2 separate regions of the Zea mays genome follow, and region 2 is linked to region 1. A link is a contact called in public Hi-C data. All regions are on one chromosome and are shown on one strand. The core of a region is the stretch at or near the end of the contact, and the rest is flanking DNA. Distances in the headings are between cores, read along the strand shown. Region 1 holds the start of LOC100277603. Region 2 holds the start of LOC100382466.

What was found. Hi-C and Micro-C count contacts between places; a contact is called where the count stands out from the background.
Region 2: a Hi-C map of ear shows a contact between it and region 1, with 4 times the contacts expected there. The contact joins the promoter of LOC100382466 here to the promoter of LOC100277603 in region 1. A contact is called at or near these places in 6 of 25 Hi-C or Micro-C datasets (bundle sheath, ear, endosperm and 2 more).

Annotation. Positions count from the first base shown.
Region 1 is chr1:298,732,398-298,735,163 of Zm-B73-REFERENCE-NAM-5.0, forward strand. It overlaps LOC100277603, which reads right to left and starts at 1,315. Exons shown (of 1, transcript NM_001151116.2): 1 at 1-1,315. The coding sequence starts at 1,090. The coding sequence ends at 215.
Region 2 is chr1:298,874,126-298,876,850 of Zm-B73-REFERENCE-NAM-5.0, forward strand. It overlaps LOC100382466, which reads right to left and starts at 1,380. Exons shown (of 4, transcript NM_001175206.1): 1 at 465-1,380; 2 at 1-250. The coding sequence starts at 1,007. It also overlaps the pseudogene LOC103645707.

The DNA of each region.
Region 1 (2,766 bases), core at 65-2,564:
GATTGCAGCTACAAATTATTCCTTCTTACTCCATACAGGCCTACCAATCATCCTAATCTCCCAGACATCAGCAGTAACAGATCGATGGAATGGAACGCTACATTGGTGTTGAAGACAGATGAAAGAATGAAATCTCTATAGCAGCAAAGCACAGAAACGAACCAATCCACTTCCACACAATGCAGCACCACCGATCCATGGATGAATACCACCATCACTTGCCCTTCTCCTTCTCCTTCTCCTGCGCCGTCTCTTCCTCCACCTCCTGCTTGCCGTTGGCGTCGTCCATGTCCTTGAGGAGCTTGAGCTTGTCGTTTTCCTTGTCCTTGTCGGCCCTCAGCTCCTCGGCCTCCTTGAGCCAGAGGTCGGCGAACTCGCAGTCCCTGTAGCGCTCGAACCACGGCCCGCCGGAGGTGTAGTGGATGGCCCTGGGGCGCGTGGCCGGGTCGGCCGGGTCGACCCGGTTGTGGCCCACGAGGAAGTTCCAGGCGAAGGGCACCTCCCCGATCTCGTCGTCGTCGAGCCAGGCGAAGCGGTGGAGGAAGGCACCCGTCTGGGTGCTGACGGCCTCCGGAGTGAGCGCGGCCACGTTCTTGGGGTGGCCGCAGTTGTAGAGCACCATGGAGGACCAGTTCTTGCGCGGGTACACCGTCTGGATGGCGCCGTCCATCTTGGTGGCCTCGGCGGGCTGGTACTCGTGCTTCACGCAGGCGACGGCAATGCGGCCGGCGCCGGCCGCGCGGTCGGCGGCGGCCGCGGCGGCGAGGAGGTCGGCCAGGTCCGCCAGGTAGAGGAAGTCGCAGTCGACGAAGAGCGCCCAGCCGCGGTACCCCGCCAGGTACGGGGTGAGGAAGCGCGTGAAGGAGAACTCGGTGCTCTCCGTGGGGCCGCGCGCCCGGGTGTACAGCCCCGCGGCGCGCAGCTCCGCCTGCCGGATCGGGCGCACGTCAAGCGGGATCGATGAGCGCCGGAGCAGGCTGCGGCGGCACACCTCGTACGCCTCGTGCTCCCGCGGGTCGTACCCCACGAACACGCGGAACGGCTCCCCCGCCGGTGGCAGCAGCGGCGTTGGATGCGGCGGCGCCGGCATGGCTGGACGTGTTGGGGGTGGATCTGGTCGGCGGTCGAATGGAACGGGGCGCTGGGAGGGACGGGACGAGGAGGCAGGGAGAGCCCGGGTCGGCGTCCCCCGCTTTAATGGCCGGGGCACGGGAGGTGGGGTCCAGGCTAAAGATGGCGAGGAGCGTGCGTGAGGAGGGGGGGAATGGGGATTCCTCCTCGCCGCCGGGCGGCCGGGCTGGTTTTCGGTGGAAAAGGCGTCCAGCCGTCGTCCACCGCGGTCCAAATCCACGCCCACATGGGTATGGGCCAATGACGCGTGGACCTAGAAGGTGTCGGGTACTCGGGTCCAACCCCCTGGACCCAGGAGCCAGCGGGAGCGGACGTAATCCAGCTGCGGCGATGTCGGTGCTGGGAGCGGCGGGCGCCGTTGGGGGAGGTTCGGGACCGGCGACAGATGGAGCGCTTGCGCTTCGCACGTGGCGGGTCGCAGACCGCCGCGTGGCAGTTCGCGGGAGGCGAGCCTGCGCCGCGGATTTGCTGGTGGACCTTGCACCGCTGCACGCCTGCACGGGTATCGGGGTACGTGCCTATGCACTCGGTCGGGTATGCTGTCGTCGGACGGTTCGTCGCTGGCTCGCTGCCGCTGGAATTCATCGCAGCTCGACCATTTTTGTCCAGCACGTAAAAGAAAAAAACAGCAACGGAGCAGCCGGATTGGATCGATGGTGCCCAATGGATTTCGTTTTTAATGTTGTACTCGCACCGGTGTGCATTAAATATCCAACGGCCAATCACGGTCTATAAAAATATTTATAAACTTATAGGGCATCCACAATAGTTGTATAAAATAGCTACCTATGCAGAGACGAGAAAAAAAAAATAGTAATTTATCTCACCACTAGTCATTGGTCCCACACATAATACACTCAGTTTCTTGTATTACTTGAAATCTTCTATCTATTTGCTCGTCACTAGCTATTCTCGTTTTCCCCATATTTTCTATACACGTAGGAAAGAGAGTGAATCTAGCTAGTGAAATAGCTAGCCATTGGAGACTGTTGGGGACTTTACTCAAATATTATTAATTAAGAACAAGGCAACACAAGATATTAAATGTTAATGCCCTTCGTCCTTCGAAACATTATTTCTCTTTAGGATATAATGATCTTCAGACGAAGGTTATGAAGGGCATACCTTCATCACAGCAGAGTATAATAATAAAAGAAGAAGCATATGAAATATAAGAGATGACATAAACAATCATATAACGTTGTTAATTCATTCTTATTATATTACCATGAAAAGGTAGAAACAATATTGAATTAACAACAGTACCTTTGGCTTGACAGAAGACAAAAAGTACAATTGTGGCGTAAAAGCAAAAGTCAATCAGCGTGAACAGTACGGGGTACTGTTCATCTATTTATAGGCACATGACTCAGCCTATGAGAGATTACAATTATGCCCTTTACATTTGCTATTGACTTATAGAAAAATCTACGAGGACTGAACAACATTTTCCCTTTTAAGTCGGTTCCCTTTTCTGTGATTTAGCCGAAACTCCCTTTCGCACAGCTTCGAGGCGACGACAACCTTCGTCACGATCAAGCTCCTCATCGTGTCTGCTTTTACCATGAATCCGAAGATACCTGTCCATAAATCATACTTGGGAAATATTGTTAAATTACGTTTTTGAGGACCTTC
Region 2 (2,725 bases), core at 130-2,629, 140 kb after region 1:
AACCAACGCTTGATCCTGCTATAATCCGAGGCAGAAGCTTATGCTCAACCAATGTTTTCACTACACCTACATGGAAAGACCCGAGTGAAGCACCCCCACTTAAGAGTAGCGCTGTCCTCCCAAAGGCATGCCTGGTCTCCTGAACAAAGGCAAGTTTCTCTTCCAACAGCAACTCGTCAGTGTCAGATTCGCACACCATTCTTAGTTGAGTAGAAACCTCTTCAATGTACTCCTTTATAAGCTTAGGAACCTGCATTGCGACAGATCAGCCATGGTTACTGGAATGACAGTGATGCTGAGTTCAGAGTTCAGCGATCTTTAGTATTGCTGAATCTCTTGTTGCAGTTAAGAGGTGATTTTGAATTTTTCAAGACCATCACAATTTACAAAACATGGACAAACAGATATATCACTATAAATCAGCAGCGTAAATTAGTAGAAGCTACGGTTACTTTGTCAATTACCTCTAGCCTGCCCTTGTGAAGTTCAGGGTTGCACATGTTCCCCAAGTTCCTAACAAGATCGCCGCGCATACAGAACACCACGTCCCGGAGCGACCCGTCCTCCCTCCGTCTCCGGAGTTCCTCGAGCCTATTCCTGATGAGCTCCTCGTCGTAGAAATCCGCCTCGTGGACCTGCTCAGACATCTTGTCGAGCACCTTGGCGGCGCGCGCCCAGACCTCGTACGTCCCGGCATGCAGCATGGCCTTCTCGTGCTGCCTGCGCCGGCGCGCGAGCGCCGCCCGCGACCGCGCGGCCGAGAGTTTCCTCAGGAAGAGGGCGAGGAGCACGGCCATGAGGAGGACGCCGTGGCTGTTCCTGAGGTGCAGCCAGGACGCCGCCACCGGCAGCGCCGCGCTGCGCACGCGCGAGATGGCCGCGTACGCGCGCGCCCGCAGGCGCCACAGCGAGCTGAAGAGGAGCACGCGGAACGCCACCCCGCGGCCCAGCAGCGTCGACGGCCCGATCCTGAAGGAGCCGACGCTCGCTTCCCCGGACTCGTCCATTGGACCACGGAGCCAGCGATTTCTGTGAACTTGACCAGCAGTAGTAGAAGAAGAAAAGACCCCAAAACCCAAATTGTTCTAATCTCGAGCTGAGCCCTTCAGCGCCGATACGAAGAGAGGCGCAAACAGCAAGAAATCCCCAATTCGTATCAATCAAGTCATCGCCACCGAAGCCCTGCTGCTACCCGAATCCGAACTAAAAGAATCGGAGTTGAGCAGCGCAGGGTTGCGGATCTAGAAATCGCGAGCTAAGTCAGTGGCGCGCCTCCGATGTCTGCCTCGAGTCGGGACGCAACGCATCAAGAAGATGCAAGGCGTGGGAGGAGAGAAATAAAGCCCCCGAAATTGAAAAGGGAGAGAGAGAGAGAGAATGGGTCAGGGGTCAAGTAGATAAAATCGACGCTATTTTGGTACAAGACCCCCGAAATAAAACACAAGGCTCCAGTTATCTCGGCCGAATCAATCGATCAGAGATCGTGCAGTATTAAAATGGAAAAGGAGAGAGAGAGAAAATCCTTTGCGTGGAAGAAAAGTGGGATGGGCACTTGGGCAGGCGTGGACGCAAGGTTAAAACTATGGCGCGGCGAGGATACGGCGGCGTCCCATTGGGCGGGCAATAATGGTGGCGCGAGACAAGTGGGAGAAACGGATCGCTTGGATGGTTTTGTCTCCTCTCCTTTCTCCAGTTCCAAAGGAGGAAGATGGAAGCAGAGGATGAAGAGAAGAATCATGAAACCTGGAGGATATGGCTGCTGCTTGCGTCCTGCCTTTTGTGAGAACTGGTCATCGGGGAAAAGAGTGAGAGGCGGGGAGCCGTTTGTGTGTACGGACACTCCTACTAGCTCCAACTGCCACACGGCCAGCTTCACGAGCTGCTTTTTTCAGCTTCGTTTGCCAAACGCTCCCGTGTCCGCTCCAACCGTCAGCCGCGCGCGATATCAGCTGAGAGGGAAGTGAGCATATCTCTACTATCTATTAAGGCTGTAAGAGTAGCCTGACTTTTTTTGTTCTGCCTCTCCTTGGCCGTCGGATCTTGTTCTGTGGCTCCGTGGCCGTAGGATCATATGTCGACCGCGCCATACGTCACCCCTCCCTCACCCTACCACCTTCGGCGGCGCCCGCGTGCGCAGCAACCGTCCCCTCACCCACCCCGGCGCCACCGTCCCCCCACCTCCGCGGTTCTCGCGTCCCCCCCCCCACCCCCGCGCTTCAGACAATCTCCACCCTGAACTCTGATGCTCGCGAATCTTTGACGCAGCGACGGCAGCCGCCTTCGCACCTACTCAATCTCCATCGTCGATCCGAGCACCATGGCGATCCAGGCGCAGCAGTGGGCCACCCCGTCGCCGACGCGTGACAGAGCGGGCAGCGGCGAGTGTCCGGCCGACACAGAAGCTCCCCGACACCGCCGCGTCCTCGGACGACGTGGACCTCGTCGTCGTCGCCTCCACGCACCACGCCGCCGCCGCTAGGTACGTGCCGCCGCGAGTCACGTCGCACACCGCCGACCCGAATCCTGCCCGCTGCGATGGTGGGGTACTCGTGGAACGGTGGCCATCACGCTCGCCTCGATCCGCTCACGCCGTGGCGGCGGTAGCCCGCAGAGATGCCCTCGTTGCCCCTAGCTTTGCCTCCGGCTCCCGCACTAGCTCCGCTTCCAAGGAGGCAAGGACCTCGCCTCCTCACGCATAGGTCAGGTCTGCCGATCGACCGGCTCG